Regions from separate parts of the Anas platyrhynchos genome. Here region 2 is linked to region 1. The links are chromatin contacts, called in public Hi-C maps. All regions are on one chromosome and are shown on one strand. The core of a region is the stretch at or near the end of the contact, and the rest is flanking DNA. Distances in the headings are between cores, read along the strand shown. Region 1 has its middle 25 kb from the start of GTF3A. Region 2 has its middle 59 kb from the start of USP12.

Region 1 (4,614 bases), core at 962-3,461:
TTCTTCCGGAAAACAGCTCGAAAAGGGACATTTTCAAGGCTTTTTGTGGACTGCGTCACCCCCAGCCGGTGGCTTTGCGGTACAGCGCCCAGTTCTGCCCAGCCCCAGCAGGTATCTTCAGCTCCATCAGGCGCTTTTATGGCTGCAAATAAAACCCTGCCCATAAAGCGATACTTGAGCTTGCGGGCTGTTGTAACTGCTTGTTTACCTGTCCCAAGGTGAAAGCCGATAATTTTTTTCTTTATAACTGTATAAAGGCTGCGTGTGCCGTGTCAGGAGCGCTCTCCTGGATTTCTGACAGCCGGCCAAGAGCGGGTGTGCAACTGCAGCGGTGAGACTGCAGGAAATCTTTGAATGGGAATAGGGATTTGTTCCTCTGTAATTACAATCAGAGCTCGGAGCTGCTGCTTTGATTGAAAATTCGGAACCAGTCCGGAGCTACTGAATGGGTTTTCTGCCATTGGTCTTCGGATTTCTTTAAAAATGACAAAATAATGGTCGTTTCTCTCAAGTTCGTTTGCTTATTTGTTTATTTATTTTACCTTTTGAAGGGTAGAAAGTAAAATTAACAAAAAATAAGTGCTTAACTTCAAAAAAAAAGGCAAAAACAAACAAACAAACAAAAACAGTAAAATAATTAATCTAAGAAGCAATAAGCAAAATAGAGATACCCATGTCCTTTCAGAAAGCAAGTAGGTCCAGGCTGGTGGCTCCTGCTGCCATGCAGTAACATCGTCCTGGAGTTAACGGAGCCATCCTCACCGAATTGCCCTGGCTGGATGCAGCCTGCTGAGGGCACGGATGCTGCACCAAGCTGCCAGACGCCTGCAGCTGGAGCAGTGCTGCAGCAAAGTCTCTTGCAGGAGGCTGTGAAGCCTGCTCTGCTTGGTTACAAGCTCTTAACCCATGCAGCTGCAAACAAACAAAAGTAAATAAATACAGTACTTAAGGGCTCATATTCCAAGTTGAATAGAAAGCAAACAACATTCATTCTTTAAAATGTTGTGATTTTAAAGCCTTTTATTATTTTGGCACCTGCCCTACAGTTTGTGAGTGTTTAGGCAAGGTGAGGCTGCTGTAGAGGCTGTGCAAGCAGCGCCTTGGCATTCACACAGAATAATACCACTCACAGCCACTGCAATATTTGCAGTGCCATAAACACTGATCCAGCTCATCCTCTCTTCCTGCGTTATCTCCCCACAGGTACACTCGGTTCCTACAGCACAAGGCTGGGGCAGGAGGAGTCCTACTGGGATACCAGCAAGATTCATGTGCCCAGCTGTGATGGGGACTAAAAAGCGAGCTGTTGGTGGGAGAGCTGGCTCAGGCTGGGCAAAGGCAGCCCTGAACGTGATTCAAGATCAGCCCTGAATGTGGGTGTAGATGGACTCTGCGATACCATGTCTTGTCAGTGTTGTCCATTCCTTAAAGATGGGCACTCTTAATTTCTCTAAATTTCTTATTGCCTCTTCCCAAGGGAACGATGATCCTCCTGTGTGCTGACTGTGCATCTGCAGGTACCATCCCAAGCAGGTAGGACCTGTTTTATACCTTGAACACAAAGGAAATTCTGTCTGAAATCAGTCCTCGTGGAACAGTGTAGGTAACCTGCTGCTGTCCCTAAACTCACCTTACACACACACCACGTTGGAGCCCAATTTCAATGACTTTCCTGAAAATTTCTCATAGACCGTCCCACGAGATGCTTTTCAGATGTCCACAGAGATTAGATATTGCTTTTCCCCTATAAAAAGATGGCAAGTCAATCTGGCATGACCGTGTTTTTTGTAGATCCATGTTCTTTTATATATATATATCCATTTTACGGCCACTTCCTTGGCTTTCACTATTTAGCCCTTAATAATTTCATCTGAGGTCTTGTGTGCTCGCAGGTGCAACCCAATGGGCCCATAGTTTCTCTAGTTTCCCTTACTCCTTCTTAGTACCTTCATCTCAGCCCTCCTTCATTATATCTTCTGCAGATTTAGGGGTCTCTATTGCTGCTGCTAAACCCAGCTGATTTGCCTTTATAAGTCCTGTTGTATTCTTTTCTAACCTAATATCTACAGAGTGCTTCCATCTGACCTCCAGGAAAGCTTCCCTATGCTCCAAAGCAGAGCGTTAGTTCATCTATTAATCACTACTCCCCCAGAGTTAGCAGTCAGAGCTATAAATCAGAGCACCATAAGCAAGCACAGTGTATGTTACATGTGATACAGATGAGTAATGTTATGCCTCATCTTGTGAAATGTAAAATAAACTCCTTCAGGATATACAGGAATGGCAACCGTGCAGAAAATGATTTTTTCAGACTGTCAACCATGCGGAAGAGGAGTGTTTAGTGGCTTTAATGTCTGATCTCAGACACTAGACTTGACGAATTTAAATGCAGATTATTTTGTGGCACTCTTCTGAATAAGATCCTATAAGGAAAAGTCTTGCACTTTAAGATCCTGTGCTATTTTTTTACAATAAGGTTTAGCTTATATGTCCTTTGGCAAGACTCTCACTTCTCCCATTAGATGTTCTGCTCACCTACGCCCAGCTGACATCTTCCTGCCCAGAGACAATTTAATGGTGCTTTACAATTATTGCTTTTAAAGTCCTTTGGAATTTACAGCTGTATAAATGTCTGTGGTATTCTGTAAAAGTTATGTGAAAATCTTGGAAATCTGCCCAGCCTTGATATTACCAGGAATTTGGATAAAAATGTGGTGTGACTGGCTTGGGTAGGGAAGAGACTACGAAATGTTATTTTGATTGATAGTTCCTAATGATCATGAGCTGAACGACAGAATATTTTGCTCTGCTTTTGCCTTGTCCAGTCCTTTTGAGCATTTTTTTCTTCTGCAAAGAAAGAAAATCATTGTACTCTGCTGAGCGAGGCGGTAACATCATATGGGAACAGAGCATTTGCCTTTGGTCCTGCCTGCTTTGGGATAACCACTAGCTCAGATACCGCAAGGTGGAGCCAGCAGGCAGGAGAAACGAGGGCAGGACGGGACGGGGAGATGGAGCTGAGTGCGAGAAGAGTGAGGTTATTTAAACACGGTTGGTCCTCTGTGCTTTCCGAGGTCTTCTTCAAGGCTGGCTGGCACCCGACCAGACCTCTTTTCTCTGATTGTAGCAAGGGATTCTAATTAAAAACTCTTCTAACTGTTCGTATGTTTTTAGTCCATGTTTCTGCACTGTACTTAGTAACTTCTTTTAGGATCCAGACCAGGATGCTGTGTAGCAGTTGGCATTCCCTCAAATATCTGGCTTTTATAAAAAGACGAGCACTCCTGTTGTTTCCTCTAGTTCCTAACAACTGTTTAAAATCAAGTGACGTGGAAAATGTAATGATCTCTATGTCTTAATCCCTCATGCTTCATTTCTTTTGGATTAATGTTTGGCCATGACTATTTTTGTTCCTTTGTCATTATAAAATCAAAGCACAATCCAAAGTTCCTTTTCAGAAATCAGTTGTTCTGCCTTCTGCATTTTCATCACAGGCAAAGGAAGGCATTTTTTTCGCAAAGAAAAATGTTGGGACCCTCCTGGCAAGGTGGAGCACAGTCTTTCTGCTCAGCAGGTGTTGAGCTCACTTCGCACTAAATTGTTGTTGAGATATTTCCCATCTTTGAGATGGGAGAATAAAGTCCTGCTCATACTTAAATATTAAAATTCAGCTGCACTTTTGTTGGGAAGCTTGGGATGGGGTTGTAGGGCTGCTGTCACCAGGGGCTGGTAATAGAGCCAGGTCTTTGAGGCAGGTAACACCCTGTAATTGATCACTCCATATAAGATGGACTCACAGACTGTTCCAGTGATAACTGAACAGCTAAAGTTAGTTGATACAAACCCAGTGCAAGGTCAGTCCCTAAAGGTCATGAAGGAACCTGCACTACATGGATTAGAAGCTTAAGTTTCTTGAGAATTGATCTAATACTTGAAGAACTGACTTGTTGTTGGCCAGCCAACTTGGTCTTGGTTTTAAGCTCTCCCCAGTAAATGAACAGTTTGCCAGGCCTTTGCCATTGGTTTCCACTCATGCAAAAGTTGACCTACATATGAGCTTTCTTCATGGGTTATTAATTCAGTGTAAGCCCACCATATCTTCTCCAGCTTCTTTCAGGTGACTCAATCATCATTTCAACAGCAATGTTTGCATTTATCCAAAGAGACCAAGTCTTTTAAAGCCCACAGTTGTGTCAGACTTTAAATAAAACAGACTCTGTAGACCAATAGCATCCCATAGGGTCATGTGTAGTGCTGGAAATGACATGGGTGTGCTCAGCAGTTCCTGCCCTGTGATTTTCATTTGGGTGCCCTGCTGATTGATGCTGTGCTGCTGAGGTAGCCACAGAAGCTGATATTTCCTGCTCCCTGGGCTCGGCCCCTGTTCCTTGGTCAGGTAAGGATGTAATCACACTTGTTGTCAAAGGTGGAAGCTGAAGATGCTTGGCAGTGCAGGAAATCAGGCCTCCTGTGCAAGTCTATAAATACAGCTATAGATGCCAAGCTAGTAGAGAAAATTGATAGAGCTGTCTCTGACATAGCTGTTATCTTATAGGCTCCTTACAGACCATTAACACAGCTCTTGTTGTCCGCGATGGTGCCCATCGTAGAAGA
Region 2 (4,614 bases), core at 728-3,227, 110 kb after region 1:
TATACTAAGAGGTGATTCCCCAGAGAAGCAATAGCTTGACAGTCCGAGCATGATTGATTTCGTCTTTGTTTTCCTACTGCTTGTACTTGTAACACTGAATATTTTTAGAGATATTACTGTACGTTAGTTAGAGTTATTGCAGCAGATTGCACTTAAACAACAGCAGTGCATTGCCAATATTTAAAGTCCAGACTGACCGAGAGCCCAGTTATGAGTCTACTAATTTTGTTCTTGTTTTGCTTAACCTTAAACCCAAATTATCTCAAAAAGAACAAGAAATACTTGTGAGAGCTGAAAATTTTCAAACTTAAGCTGCATATCAGCGGAGCTTTCTGGAAGATGGATTAGAGAGTAAATTTGTTTTATTGACCATTTAAACTGTAACTAAATAAAGCTATAGGAATGTGCTCCAAGAATAATCTAGCCCTGTCAGAAAGACAGATTAGGACATCCACAGGCCTTCTTTTTAATAAGTTTTTATAATTCTCAAGAAAAGAATCCCAGTTCCTGAGAATAAAAATGGGTCTCTCACGTGCTTGCAGATGCATTTCTTGAGCTGGTCTCATTTTGTGCTCAAGTGGTCTAGAAGGGAGTGTGGGGACCTATGCTAAGGGTAACAGAACAATATTTCTGGCCTCATATACTAGCCTCCTGGTACTTCAAGACAAAGTACACTTGGTATTACCAAAGAAACATTGCAGGCCAAAATGTAGCTCTGGGGAGGCACATCTACTACCACAGCCACTTGTCTCCCCTCCAAACCCTAGGAAGCCTCACCTCACAAATGCCATCTCTTGCCCTCCCTACAGCTTTCTTGTGCCCACCTGGTCTTAGCCACCCACCCTTGCTCTTGGGAAACATTTTCTACCTTCCCTGTGTGGTGACATTTTTCTTTTTCTCCTTCTCTTCCCTCTTCTGTCTGAAGAAGCTGGCATCCTCTTTCTCCCTTGTCCTTCACCTCCTTCAAATCAGTCAGTGTGCATGCCTGTGTGCACATGTGCATGTGTCCTTTGTCTGCCCACAGAGATGACATTGTGCGGTTGTGTCCAAGGCCTTTCATAGCCTCACAGAATCACAGACGGGTTTGGGTTGGGAGAGACCTTAAAGCCCACCCAGTTCCAACCCCTGCCATGGGCAGGGACACCTCCCACCACACCAGGTTGCCCAAAGCCCCATCCAGCCTGGCCTTGAGCACCTCCAGGGATGGGGCATCCACAGCTTCTCTGGGAAACTTGTTCCAGGGCCTCACCACCCTCAAATTTCTTCCTTTTAACAGCAGCTCTGGTGGTCTCAGCATCCTTGGCAGGGGAAGGCCACAGCCACCCATGCCATCTGTTTCAGCACCCAGAAACCAGGGCTCTGCTGCTGTAGGGAGGCTCACACAGAGATGTCAGAGACAAGCGGTGTTTTGGAAGCAGCTGGAAGTCACAGGTGAAATTCCTGCTTTTTCTGATGGGGCTGGAGGAGAAGGGGTGGGTGACCATGGCTCTGAGAGGCAGGTGGGGTGACATTTACAGAATCACAGAATCATCTAGGTTGGAAGAGACCTCCAAGATCACCTAGTCCAACCTCTGTCCTAGCACTGACAAGTCCTCCACTAAACCATCTCACTAAGCTCTACATCTAAATGTCTGTCTCCTCCTGAACAGGGGCACTAGGAACACCAGAGATCGAGTGTCCCACACAGGGCACGCCTCAGCAAAGGAGCATAAGTACAGCTGAGGCCCTGCTTTAACTACAGAGCAGGGATAAAGCTTACGAAGGAGATTTAATTAAAGCTGCTGCTTGTATGCTCGTTGACCTCACTCCACGAGCAATCCCTGTGCCTCTACCAGGGAAGCTCAGAGCAGCTGAGGAGCTCCACGAGAGAAAGCCCAGCCTGGCAGAGGAACTGCGAGCCCGACCAGCAGAGGCACAAGGGACCTCGCCCTCCATGAGGGCACAAGGCATGGCCCGACGGCTCCATCTGCTGGGCGGCCACGGCTCCTCCATGCGGGCTGCTGCCTTCCTCCAGGAGGCCTTGATGGCTCAGGCCTTGGCCCATGGCATGGGTGAGGCGTGCACAAAGCCGGTGCCAGCCTCCAGGATGGTGCCAGCCTTCGGGATGGTGCCAGCCTCATGGGCTGGCTCGCCCCGAGCTCCTCTGTGCACCCCGTACCCCGCCTCGCTGGCACTGATGCCCCTTGGCAGCGGTCGCGCCCTGGTACAAAGGGCGCCGTCGCTCCCCGGGCGCACGTGGCTGCCAGGCGTCTTCTGACTCTGGACTCTGCGTGTGCTCGCCAGTGCCCGCCACCATGGCTGGGTGACAAATCCGAGCCTGGGGCAGACAGCCAGAGGCTGCCGTGCTGGCCTGTGCCCTCCATGCCGGAGGTGAGCTCTGGCACGTCAGGGTGGCAGTGAGGCGGCCACGTCTTGTGCCGCCTCAGTACGTGCTGCAGATCCATAAGGTCTTGAGACCCCCAGTTACATACAGTCTAGAGAATTATCCTGTTGAATTTCATCACTAATCCCCACATCCTGTGTCATCGTGTTGTTTAAAATGTACTCAAACCAGCACAATTCACCAGCTCTGCGCAGTATGGAGAGAAACTCGATGTGGCTTTGGGGACATAGTAACGCCACTACTTGGCAATAGAAGATCTGGATGTGAAAAACCTAGTTCCCATTTGCCATTCAAATAGATACCACTTTGTCCCGTACATCAAGCCTGAAAAGGTTGCTTTGAAAATCAATTTATTTGCTTACAGAATGTGCATAATGTGTCCTTCCATACAGGTGACTCTGAGTATGATAAGTAATAATGCAGCCAAATAACTCTTCTGTTGTAGATCCCCAAAATAAAATGTAACCCAGGACACTTCCTGCACAATCCCAGGCAGCACTTTTTGGAACATGGTGAGATTCTCATCTCCTCTCCTTCAAGTCTTGCTATCTATATGCAGCACATCTGCACACAGGGAAATTAAACACAGCTGTCAAAGCTGTTGCAGATCTCCTGCTCTCTTGCTTGCATCAGGGCTGACCATAGCCTGTTGCAAATGACTCTTTCTTGTTTCAATTAGAAACATGCATGCATTTTCCTTGAGATTTTATGAATCTTCCATTGTAGGTCTCATGGTAAGTCAGGTCAGTCGGAAGGAGAGACAAACTCGGGACACAGGGAGGGAGTGCACCAGGGTTCACAGGTTCTGGATTCTAATCTTGTCCTGCCATGCACATGAGTCACCCTCGTTATTTCCACCAGCAAAATGGTAAGAACAAGGGAGCCCTTTTTTTTTTTTTTTTTGCAGCCTAGTGAGGTCTGCAGAAAAAATCATTGGCTGCTGTTGAGGCTCACTTAACCATTTGGTGGAGAACTGTATTTGTGGGCTCTCTATTTAAGCTGCAGGTGTGTAACCTGCATGCAGGTAGTGTGTGCCACTTCCTTGGGATCAGCACACTGCTACTCTGCTTCCTAGGGGCGAGTCCCTCTTCCTCTTCTTGCAGCATGTATAAATGTGCCATTCGAAAAGTTATGAGCTTTTTATTGTCACTTGTGGAGTGAGATATTGAACCATCGAAGTGCTTATTCATTTCTGTTTATCTGATTGTCGTAATGTTTCTAAACTGCCAGTTGAAGGTAAGAGATAAACTCCAGCCAGCCTCAGACTGAAAGGCGCCTTTGACGCAGCTAGGTTTTTTCATTAGAGGATGATATATTATTTATTGACCCACACAGGGTCACCTGGAAATACTTCATGCAGGGAATCAAAAGGGAAGAGTAAATACTGAAATCAAAGGGCCTGCAGGACCTCGTTTTGCTGGTGGGACAGTTTTTCTCTGCTTGTGTGGGAATGGTTGACCCAGCCCCGTGGCTGATGGCTCTGTTCTCACAGGAAAAGAAACTCCTGTGCCCTCTTTCGTTCAAAAAGGAACAAATGTAGTACTGAACAAAACAGGCATCTATAGTATTTATTTCTCACAGAATTCCCTGCTCCTCTTTGCATGATCTCCCTTTTTCACACCAGCTTGGCAATGATAAGCAGAGATGTAGGGACCAAACCACTGTTCACAGCTACGGGAAGGAGGGAACTGCAGGGATCTCCCTGGGGAGGGAGGGAAGACCAGGCATCGCTGCTGAAGGAGATCAAACAAGAGGGAGCCTTGCTGTCCTGTAGATTTCCCAGGGTTGCTGTAAAAAAAAACTAATACAGACACATCCCTGTGTAATAGCATTCACATTGCAAAATGAAAAAGCTTTTCTGAGGCTCAGGGGAATTGTGTGTGTGCAGGGGGTTCAGAGAGAACAATTTTCTGAACAAATCTTTGATGTTAGCCTTTCAGCATGCGATTTCCATGGAAGATGGGAGAGCCATCTATCTGCTAAAGGGAATATTTACCTCTTCCATTCTGCAGCTCTGTTCACTGTTGCTATGGTCGCGTGTTGTTATAATTGTCTTTTATTAAAGGCAATCTCCTTTTTAAAGACTTCTGTACTACATGCATCTTGCCAACTTTCTGGTTCATCATGTCTGTTTACCTATTTAGTCTGTCTGATGATGGCATTTTTAAGGCCCCCAAGGTATTTGGTTTCCAAGCAGTGATAGAATTAACAGAGAGGTTCCCAGCATTATC

What was found. A called contact is a pair of places that touch in the nucleus more often than the background predicts.
Region 2: a Hi-C map of skeletal muscle shows a contact between it and region 1, with 6 times the contacts expected there. The contact joins two enhancer-like sites. A contact is called at or near these places in 3 of 8 Hi-C or Micro-C datasets (liver, skeletal muscle and subcutaneous adipose tissue).

What each region holds. Positions count from the first base shown.
Region 1 is chr1:185,808,185-185,812,798 of IASCAAS_PekinDuck_T2T, forward strand. No RefSeq gene overlaps it. Among named protein-coding and RNA genes, the nearest start is that of GTF3A, 25 kb to the left of the region's middle. Within about 2 kb of position 2,212, at least 2 of the 8 cell types and tissues checked have an H3K27ac peak or open chromatin away from gene starts, as enhancers often do.
Region 2 is chr1:185,920,049-185,924,662 of IASCAAS_PekinDuck_T2T, forward strand. No RefSeq gene overlaps it. Among named protein-coding and RNA genes, the nearest start is that of USP12, 59 kb to the left of the region's middle. Within about 2 kb of position 1,978, at least 3 of the 8 cell types and tissues checked have an H3K27ac peak or open chromatin away from gene starts, as enhancers often do.